Regions from separate parts of the Mus musculus genome. Here all the other regions are linked to region 3. The links are chromatin contacts, called in public Hi-C, promoter capture Hi-C and targeted proximity ligation maps. All regions are on one chromosome and are shown on one strand. The core of a region is the stretch at or near the end of the contact, and the rest is flanking DNA. Distances in the headings are between cores, read along the strand shown. Region 1 holds the start of Ppp1r14b (protein phosphatase 1, regulatory inhibitor subunit 14B). Region 2 holds the start of Atg2a (autophagy related 2A). Region 3 holds the start of Yif1a (Yip1 interacting factor homolog A (S. cerevisiae)). Region 4 holds the start of Sac3d1 (SAC3 domain containing 1). Region 5 holds the start of Batf2 (basic leucine zipper transcription factor, ATF-like 2).

Region 1 (5,430 bases), core at 1,619-4,118, 1.9 Mb before region 3:
TGAGGTGGAGCTGCTCAAGATTGAGAGACGCTCAGAACTGTAGCAGGCTGCAGAGGGCTAGGAGGCCCCCCCGTCAGGGACCAGAACTGTAGCAGGCTGCAGAGGGCTAGGAGGCCCCCATCAGGGACCAGACTGTTTAAAAACAAAAACAAACAAAAAAACCTTTAAAACCCCCAAGAGTGAGTCTGTATTTCTTTGTGGATCCTAAGGAACTTAGATTAGTACCTTAGCATCAGTGTTAGGGCAGGGCACTGGTGTAACGTGAATGGGTTGGTCCCCAAGTTGAACCCCCAGCATGGGGGAAGGGAAAATAAAACCAGCTTCAATCTCATATCATATCTTCCCTGATAATTGCAGAGCGTTGAGGTTTAGCCTCAACAGCCTAGAGACCTTACCCAGTGCGGATAAAAACTCTGAAGACTGTAGGTAGCAACACTGCTCCCCAGCTGCTTGGAATAGCAATCTGGGAGTCAGCCTGAGTTATCACCATGGCTACATGGGCTCCAAGAAGGCCCAGGATCACCTGGGGAGTAGACGAGCTGGTGACAATTGTAGAGCAGTGTGTCCCCCGTAAAAGACCAGCCAAGCCTGTTAGCTGCTCCAAAGGCTGTATCCTAGCTTTATTTTTAAAGGGCCTGCGCCGCAGAGTCAATATAAAAACACAAAAAGTCCCGTCAGTTTAATAACAATAAAAAACCCCAAAAGTGGAAAACTGAGGGCAAGGGAAATGACCCCTAGGCAGGGGCACGGGGATCCCTGCTCATGGCACCAGGCCTGGCTGCAGGGTCCCCCGGTATTGCTGTTGCTACGAGGTTGGGGGGCAGCGATTGTCCTGTGGGAGCCACGGCCGTCTGAGTCAGGACCCTCATTTCTTCTGGGGTGTGCTCAGCTTCTGCATGCCCCGGATCTTGTCCAGCAGGCCAGAGATGAAGGCCTAGATAGGAGGGGGCTGTTAGAGAGGCCAGGATCCCGATGATAAGCTGCACACATACACACCCACCCTAAGGGCAAGGAGAATAGCTTACCTCAGTGGGTTTGTAACAGTCAACTAACAGCTCCTGGCAAGGGAGAACACAGCACATAGTGACTTCTTGAGGACAGGGGCTCTCAGTTCACCTATACCCTCCCCAGGGACTGAGGCCACTTAGGAACATAGCTAAGTTAAGTTCCGTGAGCCTTATTTTTCCAGAGGCAGATGACCCAAACCAAAGAAGGTATGGCCCTAGGGCCAAGCCTCCCCAAGGGGCCGTGTCTCCAGACAACCCTCCACTAGGTGACCTCAGCTTACCTTGACCCTAGCAGCCCGGGTATCATCACTCTCCATGTCTAAAAGTTCATCCACATCTATCTCGAGCTCCGGGATCTCCTCCTCCTGGGGTAGAGGCGGGGAGAAGCACAGACAAGTGTCTCAGCCAGGAGAGGGTGTGGAGAGGGCTCCCTGCCTCACTCAAAACCAGCCCAGCCCTCCTTGCCCAGCAAAGACAGCTGCTCTGGGAAGGAAAACAGATCAGGTCTGTGCCAAGGCAAATTGCCCAATGAGGGGGAACTTCCTGTCCCTGCCAGTGGGCACCAGGGGCGCCAGACAGACAGGGCTGGGGACCTTGGGCTTTGAACCTAGCAGATGTGCCTTCTCAGCATCCGGGACCTCCGGCTCACCAGAGCACTGGTGGGCCAGCTGTCCTAGTTCATCACAGCCCTCCCCTCCCCCAAACACCTGTCACAGCTTCCTGGGGGGGGGGGGAGGAAGTGAGGGTGAGGGGTCAGTGTGAAAGACCCATGCTTGATAAAGGGGAAACAAAGAGCCCATGCTTTGAGGAGAAAGGGGTACACCCCCCTCCCCAAGGGTACAGCTATCACACTTGGAGCCAGCTGCATTCCAGGGCTGGGCTAGGGTAGGCATTAGAGGGCAGGCCCACTCCTCCACCCTACCCCTGGGGGCCTGAGTCACCATCTGAACAAGCAAGGAACATGGGGTGGAGAACCAGAGCTGGGAGAGCTGGTTAACCTGTCTCTGTAGACAGAATGGCAGGCTAGCCCACAACAACTCCTCAGATCCTTTGTAACACTTGAGACAGTTAAACTAGTACCTTTCAACTAGTGTCGATGCTAGCCCAGACTAGACTAGACCTTTCACTGTTAGCCCAAGCTAGACCCCTGCCTCCAGCAGGCTATCTAGTTCTTCTAGACTCGGCGAGGACACTATGCTTAACCTGAGGCAGTACCACGAAGGACGCAAGGTCCCGGGCAGCGGAGAAAGCTAGAGTGTCTTAGGTCAGGCAAGAAAGAGCGCACACTCACTGGGAGCGGCGAGTGCAAGACCGGTGGCTTGGCAGCAGAGCTCCCATTGACTCTGGAGACAGACCGACTTAGGGCCGATTTTAGGGTATCCGCGCGGGGTGGGGAGCACACCTGGCAGTCGTAGAGTCGCGTGAGCTGTTCTAAAATCCACTCCTCCAGGTTGAGGCGCTTCCGTAGCTCCTTGCGGTCGTACTTGACGGTGACCTTCCCTTGCCGTCTCACCGGGCCATCGTCATCAGCGCCCCCCGGGCCTTCGCCTGCGGCCCCAGGGGGACTCTGGAAGTAGACTCGGGGCCCTGTGCTGCCACTGCCCGGCCCGGGGGCCGGGGCAGCTAACGCCGCGCCCCCCGCGGGGCCGCTGTCCGCCATGGCGGCCGCCGGGGCCACGTGCGCGCTCGGGCCCCTCCCTGCGCCGCCGCCTCCCGGACGCCCGCCGGCTGGCTCCCGGCCGCTGGCTCCGGTTAGCTCGCGGGCTCCGTTCCGCGCAGCTCCGCGGCGAGGGCGGCGGCGGGGGCGCCCGGGGGCAGCTGCAGCATGCGGAGCCCCCGGGCTTGGCCTGGCCGCGCCCCGCCCCCTCCCCACCGATCCGCCCGCCCTTTGTCCCCCGCGGCCGCCGCCCGAGCCGCCGCCGCTGCCGCTTTCTCTGTCTTGCTCTCTTCCCCCGCCCCCCGACCACACCCCCTTAAAGGGCCAGCCCCGCTTCAGGCCCCCTCTCCCCAACCCCGCCTCCTGAAAGGGGATAGGGGAGGATCTACTTTGCCGGGTTTGGGGACTGTCTGTCCGGTTTCCTATAACTTAACCTCTGGCCTCAAACCTAGACTTCTAGGTGTCGGATGCCTGGATCTTCACGCCACTAGGACCATAGTCCTCTTCTGACCCTGTTTCATTCTGTCACTAAGGTAGAAACAGACAGTCTAGGCATGAGACGGTGTGGGCGCAGATGCGGTGAGGAACGTGCGGGACCCTTGGTCATCAAGGGGCGAGAGAACTTCCGCGCATGGGTCGACACGTGGACAGGGCTTCCGGGGATCGGAGGTGTAAAGGGGTCCAGGCACTGCCCAGGTGCCGGCCGGGATGCCCTACTTGGTCTGGTCTCACGCCCCTCAAGGAAGAGCTCGGGGTGGGGGCGTGTAGATTTGGCCGTTTGGCTTACAATAGCCAGGACTGGGACGACCACCGCCCACCGGCTGAGATGGCGGCGCGCGTGGTATTGTGGGCAATGTAGTCAGCGGCTCGTCGATGCTGCCCCTCCCAGCTGCAGAGCCCGCATTGAAGCGCAAACTTGTTTGGGGCGCGCCCCTCTGAGCTGGCAGGATTGTGCTGGGCGAGGCCCTGGGCGCCCCGCAGCTTGAGCGTGTGCAAAGGAGGAAACTCGGGTGCAAAGAGCTAGCATGTGGGGAAGCCAAAACTCACAATGATAAAGGTAATAATAGCAGTTGACCCCAAATGAGCGTTTATTGGGACCCCTGCCTGTTCTGCTGTAGGGACAGCAAGCTAGTTCACCCAGTAACTTCTCGATCCTTCACACTTTAGGAGGCCACCTTCCAGTCTTCCTTTATTCTGTCTGCATCTTTAAATTGTTTCATTCATTCCTTTGTCTTTCTGCTAGAAAGCGAAAATTTGGTGGGCCAGAGCTCTGAGGACTCTGCTGATACCTTAGCTTGGGTCAGCGTGCTCCTTGTCAAACCTACAGGCATTAGGACACTATTAGGTCCATACCGAATTCTAGCTCGAAAAACTCTCAGACTCAGGCAAAGGACTCTCCATCCTATTGGTTGAACAAACGACCGAAAAGAGGTGGTGGGTGGGGGGGGGGGGACCGATGGACTTCCTCTGAAGGCTGTGGGGAACATTAAACGGGAAAACTCGTGGACACTTCAGTTGTGAGAGCACATAGTTAAGTCACAGGGCTATATAAAGGGGGAGCTGGGATTTTGAGCCCGGGCTGTATGACAACCACCACCACCACCACCACCACCACACACACACACACACACACACACACACACACACACACACACACACTAAGGCAGAGTCTCTACCAGTCTCCTGCCACCCACTCCATCTCATACTACCCAAGGAGGTTGTGTAGCACTTTCTGGATGTCTCTATGGCTCTCAGTTTCAAATAGTCTCAAGATTACAGGGACAGCAAGTCCTAGCCCTGTATGGACATCTTCTGAGCAGGCAGATTTCAGAGTTTGGCTTAGGGTCCCACAGATGCTGCTACCTCCAAACTCAAACCCGGGACTTTAGGCTTTTTTTTTTTTTTTTTTTTTTTTTCGAGACAGGGTTTCTCTGTATCGTTCTGGCTGTCCTGGAACTCACTCTGTAGACCAGGCTGGCCTCGAACTCAAAAATCTGCCTGCCTCTGCCTCCCAAGTGCTGGGATTAAAGGCCTGCACCACTAGGCTTCTCTTTTATGCTACTTTTTGTTATTTTATGTGTTACAAATTTATGTTATGACCACTTTGTATATGTGTATGCAGTACGTGTACCACCCCAAGACTATGGAGGACAGAACAAGGTTTTGACTTTCCTAGAACTGGAATTACAGGTGTTTGTGAGCCACTATGTGGGTGTTGGGAATTGAACCTGGGTCCTCTGCAAGAGCAAGTGTTTTTAATTTCTGAAGCATCTCTTTAGCCCCCTCGATGCTATTTTTTTGGAGAGAAGCCACAGCGTTTAGGGATGTAGGTCAGGGGTAGAGCACTTGCCCAGCATGTGCAAGGGTATGGGTTTGATTCCCAGTACCGTAAAGATAAAGTAAAGGGAGATGAGTCTGGGGAAGTAGCCGCCTTGGAACAGTGCTTACCTAGCACGCACCGTGCCGTGGGTTCGATCCACAGCACCACATACAGTTGTTATCATCGCAGTTGTGCAGGCAGGAGGCTGAGAAGTTCGGGCTCATCCTTGGCTGCTGGGTGGGCTTGAAGCCAGCTTGTGATACATGAAACAATAAATAAGTAAGCCGAGAAGGCAGGTGGGGAGTGAGCTGCTTACTGAGGAGAGCGGCTGGGGGGGAAGCCCTCTGGTTCTCAGTGGGGGGAAGCACTGCAGTAAGCTGATGTTTCTTCCCTTAGCAGCCCACAGCCCACTGTCTGACATTAGCTTCTCTTCAGCTAGCCTGGAC
Region 2 (5,325 bases), core at 721-3,220, 1.2 Mb before region 3:
ACATCTTCATCCTAGACAGGCAGAGTTCAAGGTTAGGTCCAGGAGAGGGATTGATCCAAGGCCAAATGACCCCAGTCCTAGACCCACAGTAGAGCTATACAATCAAGACATAGGAAGGGGATGCTGTGCTGGGTTTGTATCCCTGTCGGCCTGGGAACGCCTGAGGCCATGAGTCACTAGTCTTCTCCCTAAGAACCCAGGTGCTCTGGGTAGTACTCGGTAAACACCCGCTGAGCCCACGGATAAACAAACAAGGCCAGAGCCAGAGGCAAGCAGAGGTTGAGTCAACCTTCCTCTTCTATTGATGGGGACACTGAGGCCTAGGCATTTGTCTTAGTCACTCCAGGTACCAGGAAAGCTGAGGCTGGGAAGGGCTCAACTTGGTCCTTGGACCATGTAGTTGCTTGGAATGCCTTCAAGGTAGGGTTGTAGGGTGAAGAGCAGAGAGGGGTGGGCTTAAGTGAGGTGCCTGGGCTGTCTGGGAGAGGCTAGAAAACAGCCAGGGCCCTGGACAGCCCCCCCTCCCAAAAAAAAAAGAAACAAGAGAGTGGACTGAGAAGGCATTCTGGCTGAAAGCAAAAAAAAAAAAAAAGGGAACACCCAGATGTTGGATATTTTTCTGAGCGGTTTAAGAGGCGAAGGTCAGACACCTCTTATACCAGGCCATTAGAAGATGCCACCATCTCTTCAACCCATATTTGTTCCCAAAGGCATGGCTCACCTCTAGCTCTTTCTAAGTGAAGCTGCAGACCCATAGGCCAGCTAGAAAAGAGAAAGAGGCCAGCCCTGCCACATGCCCATTCTACTGCTCTTGGAGCTAGGATGACCCCATACCAGCCCTTAGCTGGAGCCTCTAATTGGTGGCTCCTTGGCTACTCCCAGCCATCAGCTGTGAGTCAATGCCCCTCACCTGCCACCCCCAGCCTCCTGCTCAACTCCATACCCTAGGCCTCAGACCTCCTGAGCATCAGGCCCAGCTTCTCCTCCCATCCCCCACCCCAGCTAGCCTGAAGCTAAACCTCTACACCTCTCCTGGAGGGCTGCCCTCCAGGTAGAGATGCCAGAGACCAAGTCCTTCCCTAAACCCAAGCTAGGCCCCTCCCACTCTCCCAAAAGCAGGAAGTAGAGAGCAGCAACAGTCACACGAGGTGTGGATCAACACAGAAGGCAGTGACGCTGTTGTTGACATCCACATCCGGGGGCGATCTCCACCCCTTATGCCCAGGATCATGGGGTGAGGAGGTCAGGACACATCTTTCTACAGGTGCCCCTGGCAGGGCTCTTAACACCCCCAAAGCCTCCCTGACTACCCTAGTTCCAGCTCTTGTTACTGCCTGGCTCCCCACAACATCTCTCTGCTCCCCTAGCTCCCGGGAATCCCCTTCCCCAAGCAGCTCTCCCAAACTCCGTATGATGATGGTGACATTTTTTTTTTTAAAGTAACACCTCACTTCCTAGTCTGTCTCTCCTAGAGAGGTGAAGACAGAGACTTCTCTCCTAGCTTCTGGTTAAGTGGTGACGGGCCAGCCAGGGGGCCTGGCGGAGGCGGTCGAGACCCACTGGCCTCTCCAAACACGGTGCCTGTCCTCCAGCCCAAACCTTCCGCGAGGACCCTTCGCTGGCCCGTGCTCCCTCTCTCCACACCATCCCACCTCTGCCCTGCCTCCTCACCCAGGTTTCCAGGTGAATATCCCGCAGGGCAACGCTGCCCTTGTACAGATCCAGGCTGAGCTGGTCCAGGCTGAGGTGCTCCTGAAAGAAGTGACCCAAGTAGTGCTGTAGCAAGTAGCGGCAGACACGCTCTTTCACACAGTTCGACCATGGCCACAGCCATCGTGACATCTCGGGGACCGCCGGGCCCGAGCCGCTTCCGCTGGCCGACAGCCGGCGATCTCGGTCCGGCTGTGCTGTTCACTAGAGCCCCCGGTTCGCCCCGCCGCTTCTCTCAGCGCCAGGCCGCGCCCCCGGACGCCCAACCACGCCCCCACGCTCGCTGCCATTGGTCATTGCGAAGGGCGAGGCCCACTGATTGGCCGCGGGAGGCGGAGCCTTGAAGAGCGAAAAAGGGACTGGGCTCTTTGCGAGATGAAATGCTCCCAATCGTAGTTTACGCTTGCGCGTAAATTCTGAGTGGGAGGACCTTTAACCTCCTTGCTTCAAGCTGCGGAAAGGCTGCAACCGTAGGGCGACAGTCCGGGCCAGGAAGAGTGCGCATGTGCCGATTTGTCCAACTTTTTTTTTTTTTTTTTAGGTGATTGGGAAGAATTTAAAGGAACAGTGACTCACCCAATTTGTAGACAAGCTTATCAGAGGAGTAAAGTCAGTGCGAATTTTGCAGTCTATCTTTTGGCAACAAATGCACATTTGCACTTTTATAAAACTTTTTTTTTTTTTTTTTTGGAGACAAGCTTTTCTGTATTTGGCGGTTCTGAAACTCACACTGTAGTCCAGGCTGGCCTTGAACTCATAGGATCCTCCTGCCTCTGCCTCTCTATGATGGAATTTAAGGCGTGCATACATCATCACGCCCAGCCCTATGAAACTTGCTTTAGTCCTTTATCTTTTTTCATTTGCTTATTTGTTATTTTATCTATTTACATTTCTGTTTGTATGTTTTTCGAGACAGGGTTTCTCTGTGTATCCCTGGCTGTCCTAGAACTCACTCTGTAGACCAGGCTGGCCTCTAAAGCCTGCCTCTGCCTCCCAAGTGCTGGCGTTAAAGGCGTGCACCACCACTGCCAGGCATCTATTTACATTTCAAATGTTATTCCTCCCAGTTTGCCTCCACAAAACCCCTCTCCCCACTCCTCCTAGCCGCTTATCTTATCCATTATTGTTAACAACTCCCTAAAAAGGCACTATTTGTTTCCACTTTTTTTTTTCTTTCTTCTTCCTTGTTCTTTCCTTTTTTTGTTTTTTGTTTTTTCCGAGACAAAGTTTCTCTGTGTAGCCTGGCTGTCCTGGAACGCTCTGTAGACCAGGCTATCCTTGAAATCAGAGATGCATCTGCCTGTGCTTCTAAAATCTGGGATTGAAGGCACACACACACACACACCCATTTCTCTCTTTTTAAAAATTCTGTCAGGTCCCCAAGAAATTCCTTTTCCCAAATTCAGACATTTAGACAAAAGTGAGGATTCCCTCAGGGACATACACCAAGCCAGTCTTTGAATTCCAGGCTAGCCTAGTCTACAGAGGGAGTTCCAGAACAGCCAAGGTTACACAGAGAAACCCGGTCCTGCAGGGTGGGGTGGGGTGGAGTGGGGGATGATAGTTCCTACTTGCTAAGAGGAGCCATTCTGCTTATCTCTGGCAAAAGGGACTATGACTCACATCAATGAGAGTCTTTGGTGCCTAATGTATATCTATCAAGGTCCATGCTAACCTCTTGGGCTACCTGAGTCCCTACTCATAAGTACATGGTACAGAGTCATCCTGGCTGGCAGACCCTGTCCCCTAACCTCTCCAGCCCTGGAGGTTCATTTCTTTGCCCTCTTTGCTTTCTCTGCACCCCTGCTCCCCTCTCTCCCTGCTCTGGACTCTTCCAGATGCCTCTGGCTGTTCTCTTCCTTGCATCCACAAGGAACCCATGCCTTCTCCTCAGCTGTACTTTCGAGTGGCCATGTCCTCATTTTCATTTGGTTTGCTAGTGTTCCCAATTTAAGAGGTAGAAAATAGGATTATGAAGGTTGTTTAGCCCATCACCAGGAAGGTCTTTTTTCCCTCCTCTTCCCCTCCCATTTAAGGAATGCACAGCAGATTAAGGTCCCTCCCTTCTGTGGTTTGTTGGGGTCCTCTCTGAAATAATGGCTTTTCATATGTCTAATCCTAAAATCAATAATTCAACTTTCCATAAACTGGGATCTCCTCTTTCCTACAGCCTGGCAGCTAAAAATGGCCCCCCACCCCCCTTTATGGTTTTTCAGGACAGGATTTCTCTGTGTGTGTCACAGCCCTGACTGGACACTTTCTGGATCCCACTTTGTAGTCCAGGCTGGCCTCAACTCACGTGCCTCTGCCTCCCACCCAAGACACTGCCACACCCAGCTCAGAGAGACCCTTTCTTTCTTTTTCCCTTTCTTTCTCTCTTTCTTTTATAAGAGGATTGTTTATTTTATGTATATAAGCACACTGTAGCTGTCTTCAGACACACCAGAAGAGGGAATCTGATCACTTTACAGTAGCCACCATGTGGTTGCTGGGAACTGAACTCAGGACTCTGGAAGAGCAGTCAGTGTACCTAACCACTGAGCCATCTCTCCAGCCCTGAAAGACCCTTTTTTAAAAACAAATGAACAAACAAACAATGGCATAAGCAAAAATCCTGGCTTAGGGGAGAGACTTGGCTTCTTCTCAGCTCTTGGTAGGTGATAGATTGTTTCCCCACTGCCAGTGACAAGAGCCAATTCAAGGCAGATTAGATTATATTAAAAGCAGGTTTATTGGGAAGCTGCAATCAGGTGAGTTCACTGGCCCCAAGGATTGAGGCCAGGTGAGTCACCATAGGGCTGGGGTGGGGGTGGGGGGGAGAGAGCAGGGAGAGAAAGAGAAGAGAGAGACCAAAATGTCTGGACTCTATAGGCAAGAGCCTCTAGGCTGGAAAGTTCAAGGTTGAGGGCAGGGTATGCCAGGAAGGAACTGAGGGATGCTGGGAGAACCTAGAGGCCAGGTCTGCTTTCCTGGGGTCCTAAGCCAAATGCAAATTGTTAATCTCTGTGCTTCAAGACCAGGTCTGATAGTTTGGGCTGCTCAAAAGCTGTAGTCAAGGCTGGCCTTGAACTCCTAATCCTCTGCTGTCATTTATCATGGGTGCTGAAACTTCAGGCATGCTACATCAGGCCCAACAGGAGATTCTATTTTTATTTTACTTATTCTTTTGTTTGTTATTTGTTGCTGTTTGGGTTGTTTTGTTTTTAGCAGTGTTGGGGATTGAACCCAGGTCCTTGTACACACTAAACAAATACTCACACTGGGCTGTGACTTTGACTTGTTCACATCCTCCACCTTTCTGTTCCGATGGCAGCTCGGCCGCTCATTATGTAGTAGGGTCTTTAGAGAGCATCCAAGAGAAGTGAGTTGGACTCGGTGACGCCAAATTTGTCATCACTGGGAAGTGGAGGCAGAAGAATCAAGTTGAAAGTTATCCTCTGCGACATAAAAGGCTCAGGCCAGCTGGAGAGGTGGCTCAGAGGGTAAGAGCACTGAGGTCCTGAGTTCAAATCCCAGCAACTACATGGTGACTCACGACCATCTGCAATGGGATCCAATGCCCTCTTCTGGTGTGTCTGAAGACAGCTACAGTGTAGTCATCTATATACAGTAAAT
Region 3 (4,853 bases), core at 222-2,721:
CAGTTCTGGCCGTGGCGAGGTGGTCGGGTAAACAGGAGCAGAGAGAAAGAGAGAGAGGGTTGAGATCTGATGATCAGTCAGGTTATCCGCGAGTGGGGAGAGGCTGGCCAGCTCTCCTGGTGGGAAGCTCACCTGATGTGTGTATGGGAAGACCAATAGCCCTAGCTTCTTAGCGACATAGGCTGTGTCCACAGCAAAAAAATACTTGAGTTTGTTCACGGACACAAAACGGTGCAGCTGGAAGTAAAGAGAAGAGGCTATGGATGAGCCCTACCGTGATCCTTCCTAAAGGATGCCTGGGGAGTAAGATGGGATCCTGTGACACCCCAACCCTGGCCAGAAGCCCTGCCTCCCTCCTCCCGGGAGCCCAGGGCACACCTCTTTGTGCACTATGTCCTTCCCTTGGGATGCTATGGAGGTGCCATAGGCCATTGCCATATTGGCCACTGGGTCTCCAAGCAGGTTGTTGACACTGAAGGCTACATCAGCTCCTGGGGCTGGGTATCCGCCCAGTTGGCTGGAATAACCACCACTTGTATCATCGAAGAGTGGAGGAGGGTCTGGAGCTGCCCGGGTCCTATGCTTGGAACCTGCAGGTGTGAGAGGACCAAAGTAGATTACAGAATTACAGAGCAAGAACCCAGACCACTGCCCTTTCCCCAGGCTGGGAAGCTGTGCATAGGTCCTAAGGCACCGAACAATTGAGGAAAAGGCAGGATGAGTTTTAAAGTCGATCTCCTATCCTTCGGGGGGTCAGGGTGGGGGATCATTTACTGCATGCAGTGGGAAAGGTGTGCCTAAACATGGCTACCCATTTGGGGTTTCTAGGAAGTCTCTCAAGGGAAATGATCTCTGAGTACTAGCGAGTGAAAAGACGTTTGCTTGGGCACAATCACCGCAAAGACATTCCTTGACTTAACACAGGTAGAAAAGGCAATATTGGCTATTCGGAGTCCCTGGACAGTGGTCAGGAATGCTGCCCGAGTTGTAAGAGGGAAAGGAAGTTCTGGAGGCAAATTCGGTACAAGCAGGATTAGACTTGAGGATCCCAGTAGTGCTGTCGCAGCCTGATCTCAGGACTGGCTAGTAAGGGCGAAGTCCAGGACACGCTGCAGTGTGGCAGGGCAGGAACCCGAGAGACACTCTCCCCGCCCTGGGCAGCGGTCACTGCAGACCCTCTCCAACAGAACCAGTGGGTCTCTCAGCGTATTTGGCTCCCCGCTGCCAGGCCGCGCCCCGCCCTCCCCACTCCTCACGCACCGTGGACTCCATATGCCGAATGGTAAGCCATGGCCGTGACGTTCGCTCTACCCAAGGGTCGTGGGTACTTCGCTGAGTCGTGGGTACGAACACTACTGAAACAGCTACTTCTCTTGCCTGGTCCTGACCGAAGTTACCCGACGGCCCGACACGTCCCAGGGCTGTCCGATCGCGGCCGCCATGTCCTTGGCGTCACACTTCGCTGTCTACCATTGGCTCGTCGGAAGAGCTGGTTCTCCCCCTTTACACTTTCAATTGGCTACTGGTGAGCTCTCTTCCAATCGGGTTTTGTCATATTCAACTTCCGACAGATAGGGGGCGGAGCTACTCAAGATGTTCTCGGATTGACTAGTAGGCTGGCTAATTTGCGGCGCTACCAGCCAATAGGTGAGAAGGAGTTGTAACTTAGTTCCGCGTCTGCGCCAAGAGGCGCTTGACGCTCCTTGCCACGACTACGCCAATAGGAAGATTAAAGTCCTGACCGACCCAACTAGTCAGGGCACAAAGCTGGCTCCGCCGCAATGCAGTCCAAGAGGAATGCGGCGGTCGGTCAAGCTCTGACTGATCCCTGCCCCTACTCTGTGCTCTTTCCTCCAATTCACTCCATCCTGTTTTGGAGCTCCGGCCTGCTAGAAATTGTTGTTGTTGCCCGCACCGGGAGAGTGACAGCGCGGCCCTGAGCCCTGGAACGCTGACTCCTCCTCCGCCCTCCCACTCCTTTCAGAACTGGTGCTGTCCGTCGGCTGGTGCTGAAAATGCCCTGTAGAGTCCGCCGCTGGGCTCATCCCCGAGGGCCTCTGCTGGGAGGGTTTGGAATCGCGCTCAATACGTTATGCACACACGCACTCACACGCACACACGCGCTCACGCATGGGGCAGGAGACAGAAACTGAGACCACCCAGAAGATACGAAGTCCTGGTGGTATACATGGGACAGGAATCTGTACTGGGCCTTGTTCCATCGCTTTCTCCAGTGGTCCGGGAGATTTGGGAGGCAGAGGTGTAGTGACCTGTCTCCTGAAGGTCTCCTGAGTCATCACCAGTCCTGTGATCTCCAAGTGAGGCCCGTAAGCTTCACTCCTAGTCTCCTAGGCTCTTTTCTTCCCACCCAGGCTGTAACCACTCCCATCGTCGCTGGAGACAATCCCTCCAAGGGTCCCTCTCTCACAGACTGTCAGGTACTATTCTCTAGATAGCATGACACACCCTCGGATACTTACAGCTGACTAACTACTCAGCGTTTAGTTGCATAAGGTCAGACTTTTCTGATCCCCAAACTCAGCCCATGCTGTCCAACAGCTGCTTTTGCTCCTCCGCCTGGGATGCGGGAGATATGCCTTTCCCTTTTTATCCATTTGTCCAAATCCTTTAAGAGTCATGTTAGCTTGCTTGTGAGATGGCTCAGCAGACTGCCAAGCCTGAGAACCTAAATTCAATTCCCAGACGGTGGAAGAAGAGAGCCAACTCCGAAAAATCTTCCTCCGATTTGTACACTCGAGCTATGTTAAAGTGCACCTCTTTGCACCATCCCGCCCAGAGAGAGATACACAGAACAAATACATTTAACATGTAATTAATTTTGGGGGGGGGGGGAGATCGGGACTGGAGAGATGGCTCAGTGGTTAAGAGCATTGGCTGACTGCTCTCCGAAGGTCCCAGCAACCACACAATGGCTCACAACTATCTATACAGCTATTGTGTATTGTATATATAAAATAAATAAATAAATCTTGCCAGTTGTGGATGCGTACGCCGGTAGGATTTGGTGAAGGAGGCAGAGGCAGGAGGATCACGAGTTCAAGGCCAGCCTACAAAATCACGAGTTCGAGGTCTACAAAATAGTTCCAGGACAACCAGGGCTATACAGAGAAACCCTGTCTCAGAAAAAAAAAAAAAAAAAAACAACCAACCAAACAAACAAACAATCAAAAAAACCCAGAGGTCCTGACTTCAATTCCCAGAAACCACATGGTGGCTCACAACCATCTGTAATGGGATCTGATGCCCTCTTCTGGCATGCAGGTGTACGTGCAGATAGAGCACTCATACATAAAATAAATACACCTTTAAAAAATAAAAATAAAAGGGGGGATCACTTTAGCCCTTACAGAGGGACAAAGGGAACGGAGGCTTGACCATGGCCCAGAGTGATGGCTAGAGTCTGGGTTCTAAACCCCTCTTTAATCAGATTTTCCCTGAATATTTTCCATGAGGACAGGAACTATGTCATTCCTAACACCTATCTATGTCTTCCTAGTGCCCAGGCACACTAACTACATATAGACAATAGCCAGAAAACATTTAGGCCCAATAAGTAAACAAATGGGTGCGGTTGGAGAGATGGTCGCTCTTCCAAAGGACCTGCTTAGATTCCCATTATTCACTCAGCAGCTCACAACCATCTATCATTCCAGTTCCAGGGGATCGAACACCCTCCTCTGCCCTCTGTGGGCACTGCTTGTATGTGGTGTACAGACAAACATACAGGCAAAACACATATAAAATAAAATAGTAATTTTAAAAGTAAACACAAAATAAGCAAAGATGGAGGACAGTGAAATATACTTTTAGTCCCAGCTCAGGAGGCAGAGGTAGGTGAATCTCTGAATTTGAGGCCTCTGAAATGTGAGAAACCAGCCCCGTGAGCTATACACACCTGAGAAAAGGGTGTCCCATGCAGGGCAAACCTATCACACACACACCCCGCCCCCGCCTGGCCTAAACATGCTAGTGACTTTAATCCAACATATTATCATTCCCATTTCTCAGATAGAAAGGCTGAGTTTATGGCTTGAACATGCTGGTCAAAAGTCGCGCAGCCTAGAGTTCCTGGTGCCCTGGCTCCAGCCCACCAGCCTGTAATCCAGCAGATGAGACTGTCTTTCCCTTCTGGGTATTAACTGTCAACAAGCAAAGCTTATGGGGTGAAGTCTGGGTGGGCTTAGTGCTGGGCCTATTCCCTAGAGAGGAACCTGCGGACGTCCACCCACCATGGCCGTCTTCATTACTCAGTTGGGGAGACTCGGGTGCCGCAGAGCAAGGACTCGCCCAAGGTCGCAAGCGCGAGCGCGGCTAGAGAAACCAGGCGTCCGGCGGTCCAGACTGGGCTTCCCACAGGCGAGGGGGTGGAGATGGGGTGTGCCCGCGGTGCCAGGCGCGGCCAGCGGCGCCACCGGTGCTGCGGGGGCGGGGTCAGCGGAGGGCGGGGCGCCGGGCACCGCGGCCGCCAACGCCGCCGCGCTCGGGCTGGGCTCCGCGCACTCTTCAGCGGCCGCCGAGCCGAGCGGACGCCCCTCGGGGCCGCACCGCAGCCCCCCCGCACCCCTGCTTATCATGCCCCGAGCCAGGGCCTGGCAGCCGAAGCAGCCAGGACACCATGCCGGAGGGCGAAGGTGGAGACTGCGGGGAGGTGCCCGCGCTCGTTCCGGACGGCGAGCCGCTGCGAGAGGAGGTACCGGGGGCGAGTAGTGGGAAAGAAGCCAGGGCTGTAGAGAGGTGAAGGGGACAAGTAGAGGGGCGATCCCCGGAGAGGGATTGAGGAGGAAAGTCCCGGAGCCCCTCCAGCAATGACGTCATTGGGGAGACAGCGTTCT
Region 4 (5,011 bases), core at 138-2,637, 1.0 Mb before region 3:
GCCATCTGCTTCCTCCAGGTGACCCATCCCCTGCCCGCCGGGAAGGTGTGAAGAAGAAGGCAGCCGAGTACCTGAAGCGGGCAGAGATGCTTCACACACACTTGCCCTAAGGGGTGGACCCTTCCTGGGATGTCAGCTCCAGCACTGCCAGCCACCCCCACTGCTCTCTTTGGGACCTGGCCGTGCTTCCTGCTCGTATGACTACCAGGGGCCATATCTGTATTAACTGGATCAAGTATAAGAAAAGCAAAGACTTCTCAGCTCTGACCTGCCTGCCTCCTTGGAATTAGACTTGAACTTCTGATCCTGCCTATCTGTTCTATGTGAGTGGCATCTGGGCCCCTAACCTGTCAGTTCACCCATCTAGACCAGAGTCTGTAGCCAGACCTGGCCCACTGCCTTTTTTGTAAGGCCCTTGAGAGCCTTCCTTCCTTTCTCTTTCTTTCCTTTCCTTTCCTTTTCTCTTCTTCTCTTTCTTTCTTTTTTTTTATGGTTGGAAGAAAAAAGATTCTTTGACTAGTGAAAATCTCATAAAATTTAAATACGTGTGAGTAAAACACATGCCTGAACACAACCAGGTCCATTTGCTTATTATTGTCTGTGGTTGAGTTTACATTGTACCAACAGAGTTGAATAAGCGGTGTCTGGCACATCATACCCATTATGTTTATAAGAAGATAAAGAGAGGAGGAATATGTTCCATTGAGGTGCTTCAGCTGGCCCTTGCCAAGGCATCCTATCCCCCTGAGGGACCAGCCAAGCGATGGTAATAGTAGAATTTATTCAGGACATGGGAAGGGGAGTTAAGAGGGTACTAGAGGCAGAGAAAGGCAGAGAGAGGAGGGGGGGAGAGAGAAGTAGAGGAGTAGAGAATTAGAAGCTGGCCATGAGCACAGGGAGGGGGAGGGGCAAGGGACTAGAGCAGGAGCAAGAAGGCAAGAGAGAGGAGGGGGCAAGCAGCCCCTTTTATAATGGGTCAGGCCTACCTGACTGTTGCCAGGTAGCTGTTGGGTGGAGCCTACCTGGTTGTTGTCAGCTAACTGTGAAGTGAAGCTTAGACAGAATGCTAATAATAACTATGAATGAGTGGCCGCGCCTTTAATCCGGGAATTGGAAGGCAAAGAGACAGGCGGATCTCTACTGAGTCAGCCTGGTCTATATAGTGACTTCCAGACCATGCAAAGGTACACAGTTAAAACAAAACGCATAGGGAAACAATGAAGAATGACAGGCACGCAGCACTAGCTGAGTGTGTTAAAGAAATAATAGACACGTACGTAAAGCAGGACTTGCTACTTCGAGAGCCCTAAGAACAAAAAGCTAAACCAACAAATCCCAGCCCTGGGGAGGTGTGGCCTGCGTCGCGGGACTACAAACCGATGCATCATGGGACGATTTAAGGGGGAAAACCGAAGCCAGGCGCGATGGATTATGGGAGGCGTTTCTAAAGGCCGCGGGAGCGGCAAATCGAGAAAGCCGCGGCAGGCTGCGTTTGGCCAGACTGGGGCTCGAGTCTGTCCCTCGAGCCCACGGCAGGATGCAGTGCCGCGCTTCCGCTGGCCCGGCGATGCTGAGTGTGCGTCCTCTACCCACACCCCTACCATGTCCGGCTGCAAACTACCCATGGGCCTGTGCCCAGACATGTGCCCGGCCGCCGAGCGCGCCCGACGCGAGCGCGAGCGCCGCCTGCACCGACTGGAGGTGGAGCCAGGCGGCCGTGGGAACGCTCCCCGAGCCGACCCCAAGCGCACAGTGAAGGAGTACAGCCGGCCGGCAGCGGGCAAACCCCGGCCCCCGCCAAGCCTGCTGCGGCCGCCGCCAGTGCTCTTAGCCACCGTGCGTTATCTGGCCGGTGAGGTGGCTGGCCGCGGCGACGTGTCGTGCGCGGAGGTGGCGAGCTTTGTGGCCGACCGCCTGCGCGCAGTGCGGCTAGATCTGTCGCTGCAGGGCGTGGACGACGCGGACGCAGCGACAGTGCTGGAGGCTGCGCTGGCCACGCTGCTGGCCGTGGTGGCGCGGGTGCGGCCAGAAGAGACGCGCGGAGCCGCGGACCCGGTGCTGCTTCAGACTCAGGTGCAGGAAGGCTTCGGTTCGCTGCGGCGCTGCTACGCGCGGGGCAAAGGCCCCTACCCCCGCCAGGCTGCTTTTCAGGGCCTCTTTCTGCTCTACAACTTGGGTGAGTCGATCCCAGAGAACTAAGTGCGGGGACCCGAGGAGCCTGGGGTGGGGAAGACGCAATTGTAGCAGCAACGGCGAACTATAGCTTGGGAGTACTGTAACTTCCATCCCCCAGCAATAGCTTCTTCTTGGGAAAGTCAGTTGGTAAAAGTCCCGACGTGGGACCTCAGGTCTGACATTCTCAAATTGGCTGTTTTCTACATAGTAGAGGTGGAAGGAGGTAGGATAGTACTGAGAGAGTTGACCTAGAAAGCGCTTTCCAAACTTATAAGAACTGCTCCGTGGGCTGGCCCATAAACATATCTAACAGGAGGTGCTAAAAGATTCCCTTCTATGGGTGATTTAATTATAGGAAAGTCCAGTGGGCGTGGTAACAGGCGCCTTGTATGGGAACACTTTGGAGGCAGAGGCAGGCAGATTCTTTGATGATTTTATATGTGGAGACAATATATTTGTATCATACATGCACACAGTGACTCTTTGTTTTTTCTTTTTTTTCTTTTTTCCAGACAGGGTTTCTCTGTGTAGCCCTGGCAGTCCTGGAACTCACTTTGTAGACTAGGCTTGCCTCGAACCCAGAACCCAGAAATCGGCCTGCCTCTACCTCCCAAGTGCTGGTATAAAAGGCGTGCACCACCACTACCCGGCTACACACAGTGACTCTTAAATTCACTAATTTAAGAAAAGTGGCCCAAGATTCCAGTACCAAGATTTCCTGGAAAGGAAACTAGGGCCAAGTCATCCTCCAACAGTGACCCTTGCAGATAGAGGGGAAAGTGTAGGGAAGCCAGTGCCCTCAGGCTGCAGTGGGAACCCTGAGTCAGAAGCCTTAAGTTTGGGTCTAGCATAATAGCCTGTGCTCCAGGCAAGCCTTTATGTTATGTTGGCCTGTGTCCCTATGTAAATGTACAACACTGCCTTGTAAGGATTTAGATTGAAGGAGGTCTGGTCTTGTGGCACCTCAAAAAGACCAGAGAAGGATCAGATGGCTGGGTCTTTCTTAGAAGAGGAGAGAGGAAGTGGGGTAGCCTCTCTGAGGGAACATGACTGGAGCTGGCAGGTGGGCAGAGCCAAGCTCTGGAAACGAGTTTGCCTGGAACTAGAGGTGTATATAAATAGCTTGGGCCTGGAGGGGGTGGGATGGGAGGTATGCCTGACCCAGAAAGCATCAAGCATCCTTGTGTCTTTCTGCTGCTTGCCTTTGTAGGTTCTGTGGAAGCCCTGCAGGAGGTTCTACAGCTGCCTGCTGCCCTGCGTGCCTGCCCACCCCTTCAGGCGGCGTTGGCTGTTGACGCTGCCTTCCGGGAAGACAACCATGCCCGACTGTTTCGCCTGCTTCGCACCTTACCCTACCTACAGAGCTGCGCAGTGCAGGAACACATTGGGTATGCCCGCCGCAAAGCTCTAGCCCGCCTGTCCCGTGCCCTGAGCACTCCTAAGGGACAGACCTTGCCTTTGGACTTCATAGAACACTTTCTGGCCCTGGATGGACTCCAGGAAGCACGGGACCTGTGCCAGGCCCATGGACTGACCTTGGATAAAGACAGAGTTGTATTCCTGAGGGGTCAATACTCTGAGGAAGGACTCCCACCCCCTGGTGCCTACCACATATTAGTGGGGAATAAGTTGCAGGGACACACCCTGGAAGATGTGGTCATGGCTGAGGAAGGTGACATTCACAGACCTGGCTCTGCAGCTTGAGAGGGTCTCGTCTCCCACAAGGCCTGGGTCAGAGCACCTGGCTTCTTTTTCATAATTCCCAAACAATAAAAGGAACTCATTATGATCTCCAAACAATAACAGGAACTTTTAGACTTCATTTATTTGAGGGTTAAGAGGGGAGAGAGAAACCGGGCGTAGTGGCGCACGCCTTTAAATCCCAGCACTCGGGAGGCAGAGGCAGGTGGATTTCTGAGTTCGAGGCCAGCCTGGTCTACAGAGTGAGTTCCAGGACAGCCAGGGCTACACAGAGAAACCCTGTCTCGAAAAACCAAAAAAAAAAAAGAGGGGAGAGAGAGTGCAGGGGAAGAAGAAAGCAGGCTGAACAATGGGCTAGACTCTACACTACTTTGGGCCCCAGTTTCACCCACTACCGTGAGCAGGTGTCCTTAACTGCAGGGACCCCAGCTGTTGCTTTAAAAGCTTGAGTGTTTGCTGATCTACCTACTCCTGGCCTCAGGAAAGACTGGAACATACAGGTGTGAGAGGTGCAAGAAAAAGCCCAAGGGACAGGGCTGGGTCAGAGGTCAGCCACAGGTACCAGGGTGGCTGCCGCACCCTCCAGGGCCGTTACTACAATGCTAAGCTGCCTCTGTACTTCAGCCCAAGCTTCAGATCCGGAGTTGATTTCCTGGGCCTTGGCATAAGCGTTGGCCAGACCTGGGAATGTGTCTACAGAGGCCGTGTTGGGCGCCCAGAGCACGTGGCTGAGGAGAGATGGCGAGCAGAGGGTCAGTGAGAGGTTACCTGGAACTCAGCATTGTCGACACGTAGCATGCAACTTGGGTCTGCTCTCTGAATGCAAGGGCTTACAGCAGTGCAGGCTGGGCCTCAGTCCCCAGCCATCAGTGAAGTGGATTGCATAGTGACACAGGAAAGCTCTGGGGAGGGGGCCATCGCTCCACCCCTCCTCCCCAGAGCTTTGGCATAGGCTCACCTGTAGTGCCTCTCCTCTGGGAAAGCCCTTGGGTTCAGGAATGCCCGTTCTAAGAGCATCAGCTGGTCATTGACCATTCGTACCTGCAGAGGACTGAAGAGCGTGTGCGTCACTTCACTGCAAGCCAGCAGTTCAGCTGCCAGCTCCATGCATGCCAGGTGCCCCCTCCCAGACACC
Region 5 (4,828 bases), core at 927-3,426, 1.1 Mb before region 3:
GGTTACTCAGCCTTTTGAACCAAGAGTGAGACCATCCCTTACCTGGTGCAGAGCGTCCGCCTTACTGGTGTGCTTCTGCCGGCTGCGCTGGGCAGCCACTCGGTTCTTCTGCTTCTTCTTCAGCTGTTTCTGAGACTCCCCAAGGTCCTATGAGGAAGGAGGCAGAGGTTCTGTGGTCCTGGCAGCGGCCTGCCTCCTCTACCTTGATCAGCTACTTGGAACGTTGTCTTTCTCAAGCCTAGTCTCAAGAAGTCCTGTTCTCCCAAAGTCTGTCTCCTCCCTCCCATGGCACTAACAGTCCTCCTGAAGACACTGCACTCCTTACAGTAACGCCAGCCCTACCCCGTGTCTAGCTTACAGCTTACTTAATAAGTAGGGAGGGTGGGATTTGAACCCAGACCATAGCAACCTCAAACACACATTCTCAAAAGTCAGCATTGGCTTCTTCTGAGTGCAATAATCTCAATGGTAGAACAGAGGCACATGGTATTTTCCCAACTGTCCACAGACAGTGAAGGAAAGAAGGTGAGAGTAGACACCCCAGAGTGAGCTGCCATTCCTATGATCTTCCAGCCCACAACCCCACAAAGGCAGCAGGGTCAGGGTCTGATATGATCCCATGTGCCTGTCCTCAACTCAGTCTAAAGGGGCTGGCACTCACTTACTGAAACAACATTTAATTTCCTCTGTGTGTGTGTGTGTGTGTGTGTGTGTGTGTGTGTGTGTGTGTACACTGTAGGAGGACAGCCTTAAGTATCATTCATGTTCAGAAGCCATCTGCCTTCTTTTAATTTAAGTTGTGTGTATATGTGGTGACCTGTGTATGCATGTGAGTGTCTGTACCCTTGGAAACCAGAAGCAGGTGTTAAGTCCCCTGGAGCTGGAGTTACAGGTGATTTGGTTGTGAGCTGCCCCGTGAAGGTGTTGGGAACCAATCTCGGGTCCTCTCCAAGAGCAGTGAGCATTCCTAACTGGCCCCCACCTAGTTTGTTTGTTTGTTTGTTGTTTGTTTGTGAGATATAGTCTCTCACTGGTCTGGGACTCACCAGTAAGACTGGGCTGCCTGGTCAGCAAGCGCCCCTCTCCCAGGGCTGGGCTTACAGGTGCTTGCCACCTAACCAGGTGCTTTATGGATGCTAGGGACCAAGCTCAGGTCTTTAGGCTTCCGAGACAAGTACTTCACTGACTATGCTATCTCCCCATCCCTTCAACAAACATTTATTAAACATCTACTATGCACCAGGCACAAAACTAGAAGGGCACAGAAGTGGGAAAAAGAAGAAGAAAAAGGAGGAGTAGGAAGAGGAGACAAAACAAACAAATAAAATTAGGCAAAATGGCAAGATGTAATGGAAGGATTAGTTCAGGCCAGACTTGGCTACATAGTGAGTTTGAAGCCAGCCTGGGATACACGAGATCTTTCCTCAAAGCAGGAATGTCACCTACCTGGCACAGAAGAGATCTACAAGACTCCATGCTCACTCACAGGGCAGTGGGGCGGCTGCCTAGAACTGATGGAGATTCCATTGGGCAGAGAGGACTGCTCCTGAGAGCTCTGAGCCCTCCAACCCCGGGGACCACAAAACTTAAATGGAACTTGAAGTCAAATGCCTAGAGCGGGACCCTGTCTCTGTCACTCCACCTCAGGCAAGACTCCAGCCACTCTGGCTGAGGACTCTGCATGTCCCTTGGATTGTGGCTATATCCTCCTCAGGGCAAACTTCAGACCAGAATAGAGGCTGGAGAAAGACAGAGTCAGCGAGGAAAGAAGGCAGCTGTGATTTGGGAGACTAGAGAGAGAAGGGAAGGATCTGGGAAACGCTGCAAGGTGAGAGCAAATGGATTGCGAGGAAGCAGTACGCACGCATGCAGGGTCCAAGTTCAAAGCTGGAGACTGGTCTGCAGTGTGAGCGCCAGGAAGTCATTCCAGTGCCCAGGAGGAACTAAACCGTGAGATGGGAGTGTGCAGCCCAGTTCCCAGGTCACACAGATCATGGTGACCTTACTGCAGCCTTCCTTGTCTCTCTCCATAGCGTTTCTTTCCTAGTCCCCTGTACTCACTGTCTCAGTCAGCAGCTCGCTACTCCCACAGAGTTGCATGGCTTAGGCAAGGGGAAAAGAGGTTCAGTCTGGTCCTGGATGTCCCCTCAGCAGCTGTCCCCTCCCAGTGACCTATGGAGGCCCAAGGAAGTGGTGGCTCTTTAAATCCCCAGTGGCCACTCCGCCCCTAGCACACCCAGTTTCAGTTTCTCCTAAAACCATGGGCTGCCCAGAATCCCTGGCTCTTGCTCGCTCACGCTCACTCACGTGGGTGGAACTTCCTAACAAGAGCAGCCTTCCGGTTAGGCCCCTTCTCTAGAAGAAGGATGGTGGAGGGTAGATGGGAGCAGTTAACAAGACCGTATCCTGGAGAGGGCTGGCAGGATGCCAGGGACAGAACCTAGAGGAAAAGCGGGGTTGGGGTGGGGTGCGTGAAGGAGCCCCCATAGTCTCTGAGAAAGTCCAGGTTCACAGTCCACACTGGAGCTGTGCAGCTTTGAGAAGGTGATTCACCTTCTCTGAACTTTGGTTTCCTTATCTATGAAGGGTATGGGTAGGGTGGAGCAAATTTCCAGGCCTGCGGCTGGGTGTGCCTGGTGTGGTACTTGCACTGGAGAAGCAGAGGCAGGAGAATCATTCATGAGTTTGAAGCCAACCTGGGCTACATAGTAAGAACTAAAAATTCTCAAAATATAAAAGTTCCCAGGCATAACAAAAGAACTGTGACAACACGACCACTCCAAACTCTCTGAGACCGATGTTGGACTCATGCAAAAAATCAACAATCAGAGCTGGCGTGATAGTGCTCGTGACTGCACGAACCTCCAAATCTCAGGACTCAGAGGCAGAGCCCAGCAGGTATCTGAGTTAAAGGCCAGCCTGGTCTACAGAGTAAGTTACAGGACAACCAGGGCTAAATGATGAGACCCTGTCCCACTGATGATGAAGAATTTAAACTTTTTAAATTTAATTTATGCATACCAGTGTTTTGCTTGCATGTATGTCTCTGCCCTACATATATGCCCCGTGTCCTCAGAGGCCAAAAGAGGGCACTGGAGCCCCTGGAACTAGAGTTTCAGATATTTATAAGCAAAAATGTAGGCGCTAGAAACTGAACCTGGATCTTCTGGAAGAATAGCCAGTGCTCTTAATCGCTGAGTCATCTCTCAAGCCCACAAAATAAAACTTTTAAAGGAATCTTTATGTCCAAGTTTATATTTAAAAAACAAAAAGTGCTAAATCTGGGCACAGTGGCAGATGCCTATAATCCTTGGGAAATGGAGGCAAGAGGACCAGAAGGACAAGGCAGTTTATGGCTACACAGAATTGGGGTCTAGCCTGGGTTAGAAGAGACGGTGTCTCTTAATAAATAAGTAAAGTAAATAAAAATAAAAAGACTGCAATTGATTAGTAGTGTCTGCCATGTCGTGATGTCTGTAATGACCAGAGTTATGCAACACAGGAATCTTTTGCCATCTCTAGAACTGGTCCTGAAGCCAGCTTGAGCCTTAAGAGATGAGCCCTGGTGCTCTGCCCACCAAATTTATCATCCATACCTTCTGTGTGTGATCCCTTTGCTGTGGATGATAAAGTCATTCCTAGTCCACAGAGCTGTTTGAAGGGGAGGAACAGGATGAAGAGAGCCCTTCCCTATTAGAAAGCACTGCCCAGCCTGGTGCATCTTCTCTTTGAGACTTGCAGTGGATCTGGATTCTAGGATCGCTGACATATTCATAATTGAAACTGTTGGGTCGATGAGATTGGACGTGCCAGCAGGACCCTATCACCTTGCTTCTGAGAGCCCTGGGGGCAGGGGCTGAAATGGGTTGACCTAGGCTACCCATTTCTTGGAATTATTTTTGTCTCCCAGACATCGGGTAGGGTAGGGCGCTGGCTGGATGCAGCACCTGAGGGGCTCATTAAGCCTGTCTGTGAACTCCACAGGGGAACAATCTGGAGGAAGCTTGGGTATGACGTCACCCCAAAAAACACCTATTGAGAAGACTAGGGCCCAGTGTCCCTGCTTCAGCCTGCAGTTCTAACTAGACTCCTTGACTTCCTAGACCAGGGGCTTCCAGGAGAACTGGACAGTCTACAGGGGCGCCTCCTCCTGGGAGACCACATCTCCAGAGGAAGAGGAAAGGGGGGTGTTTATGGCTTGATCTTCAGAAGGGAGAGGGAGTGGCGGGCGGGGATGGGTACAGGGTAATGTTTAACCTTAAATGGCCCTGCAAGCTTCCCTGAGAGGTGGATGGACTTCCAGACCAGTGAGACTACACGCCCTGACCCCTCGCTCAGCCAGGGACCTCATCACCTCACACCAACACAATAGCCTGGATGGCTTACACAGTGCTTATTCCCCATAGCTCTAGAGGCAGAAAAGCCCCAAAGCAAGACAACAGCAGGTTGAGCTCTTGTTAAGGGTTGCCAGGGTCTCATTGTGTAGCCCAGGCTAGCCTTAAACTTTCAGAGATGCTTTGGACTTAGCCTCCAGAGCACTGAGATTCCAGGTGTGTAGCACCAAGTTCTATCGTTTGGCAGAGCTTTGTGTTCTTGTTATCTAGGTCAGGGTCTCACTAGGTAGCCCTGGCTGGCTTAGGACTCTATGTGCATCAGGCTGGCCTTAACGTAATGCCTCTGCCTAGTGAGTTACCATGTTTGGTGGTGGCAGCTGCTGCTGCTGCTACTACTGTTTGTCATTGTCACTGTCCTCCTCCTCCTCCTCTTCTTCCTCTTCCTCCTTTTCTTTTTGAGGGAGGGTCTTACTATGTAGCCCAGGCTGGCCTCC

The links. Promoter capture Hi-C pulls out the DNA fragments that hold promoters and counts their contacts. Hi-C and Micro-C count contacts between places; a contact is called where the count stands out from the background.
Region 1: a contact with region 3 is called in a targeted proximity ligation map of pancreatic cancer cells. A contact is called at or near these places in 3 of 39 promoter capture datasets (cranial neural crest, hippocampal neurons and liver), 1 of 484 Hi-C or Micro-C datasets (B cells), 2 of 130 datasets of targeted methods (astrocytes and pancreatic cancer cells) and 1 of 9 other capture datasets (adipose tissue).
Region 2: a contact with region 3 is called in a Hi-C map of B cells, with 9 read pairs. A contact is called at or near these places in 4 of 39 promoter capture datasets (liver, neutrophils and pre-B cells), 4 of 484 Hi-C or Micro-C datasets (B cells, CD4 T cells, double positive thymocytes and 1 more), 2 of 130 datasets of targeted methods (microglia and pancreatic cancer cells) and 1 of 9 other capture datasets (adipose tissue).
Region 4: a targeted proximity ligation map of pancreatic cancer cells shows a contact between it and region 3. A contact is called at or near these places in 1 of 39 promoter capture datasets (liver), 1 of 130 datasets of targeted methods (pancreatic cancer cells) and 2 of 9 other capture datasets (adipose tissue and liver).
Region 5: a promoter capture Hi-C map of liver shows a contact between it and region 3, with 6 times the contacts expected there. A contact is called at or near these places in 2 of 39 promoter capture datasets (both in liver).

The regions. Positions count from the first base shown.
Region 1 is chr19:6,972,486-6,977,915 of GRCm38.p6, reverse strand. It overlaps Ppp1r14b (protein phosphatase 1, regulatory inhibitor subunit 14B), which reads right to left and starts at 2,868. Exons shown (of 4, transcript NM_008889.2): 1 at 2,410-2,868; 2 at 1,289-1,372; 3 at 1,026-1,058; 4 at 592-934. The coding sequence starts at 2,667. The coding sequence ends at 866. Fkbp2 (FK506 binding protein 2) reads left to right here. Exons shown (of 6, transcript NM_001166368.2): 6 at 1-179. The coding sequence ends at 43. LOC114841036 (Uncharacterized protein LOC114841036) reads left to right here. Exons shown (of 6, transcript NM_001370419.1): 6 at 1-331. It overlaps Gm52400 (a long non-coding RNA gene), which reads right to left. Exons shown (of 3, transcript XR_003952919.1): 3 at 4,689-5,237. It also overlaps a transcript of Plcb3 not described here.
Region 2 is chr19:6,238,313-6,243,637 of GRCm38.p6, reverse strand. Atg2a (autophagy related 2A) reads right to left here and starts at 1,970. Exons shown (of 40, transcript NM_194348.3): 1 at 1,672-1,970. The coding sequence starts at 1,842.
Region 3 is chr19:5,085,156-5,090,008 of GRCm38.p6, reverse strand. Yif1a (Yip1 interacting factor homolog A (S. cerevisiae)) reads right to left here and starts at 1,471. Exons shown (of 8, transcript NM_026553.4): 1 at 1,261-1,471; 2 at 379-590; 3 at 133-237; 4 at 1-5. The coding sequence starts at 1,291. It overlaps Tmem151a (transmembrane protein 151A), which reads left to right and starts at 4,518. Exons shown (of 2, transcript NM_001001885.2): 1 at 4,518-4,711. The coding sequence starts at 4,637.
Region 4 is chr19:6,114,962-6,119,972 of GRCm38.p6, reverse strand. It overlaps Sac3d1 (SAC3 domain containing 1), which reads left to right and starts at 1,387. Exons shown (of 2, transcript NM_133678.3): 1 at 1,387-2,176; 2 at 3,386-3,969. The coding sequence starts at 1,387. The coding sequence ends at 3,879. Snx15 (sorting nexin 15) reads left to right here. Exons shown (of 8, transcript NM_026912.2): 8 at 19-574. The coding sequence ends at 110. It overlaps Naaladl1 (N-acetylated alpha-linked acidic dipeptidase-like 1), which reads right to left. Exons shown (of 18, transcript NM_001009546.2): 17 at 4,835-4,927; 18 at 3,984-4,604. The coding sequence ends at 4,418.
Region 5 is chr19:6,161,787-6,166,614 of GRCm38.p6, reverse strand. It overlaps Batf2 (basic leucine zipper transcription factor, ATF-like 2), which reads right to left and starts at 2,176. Exons shown (of 3, transcript NM_028967.2): 1 at 2,062-2,176; 2 at 43-147. The coding sequence starts at 2,100.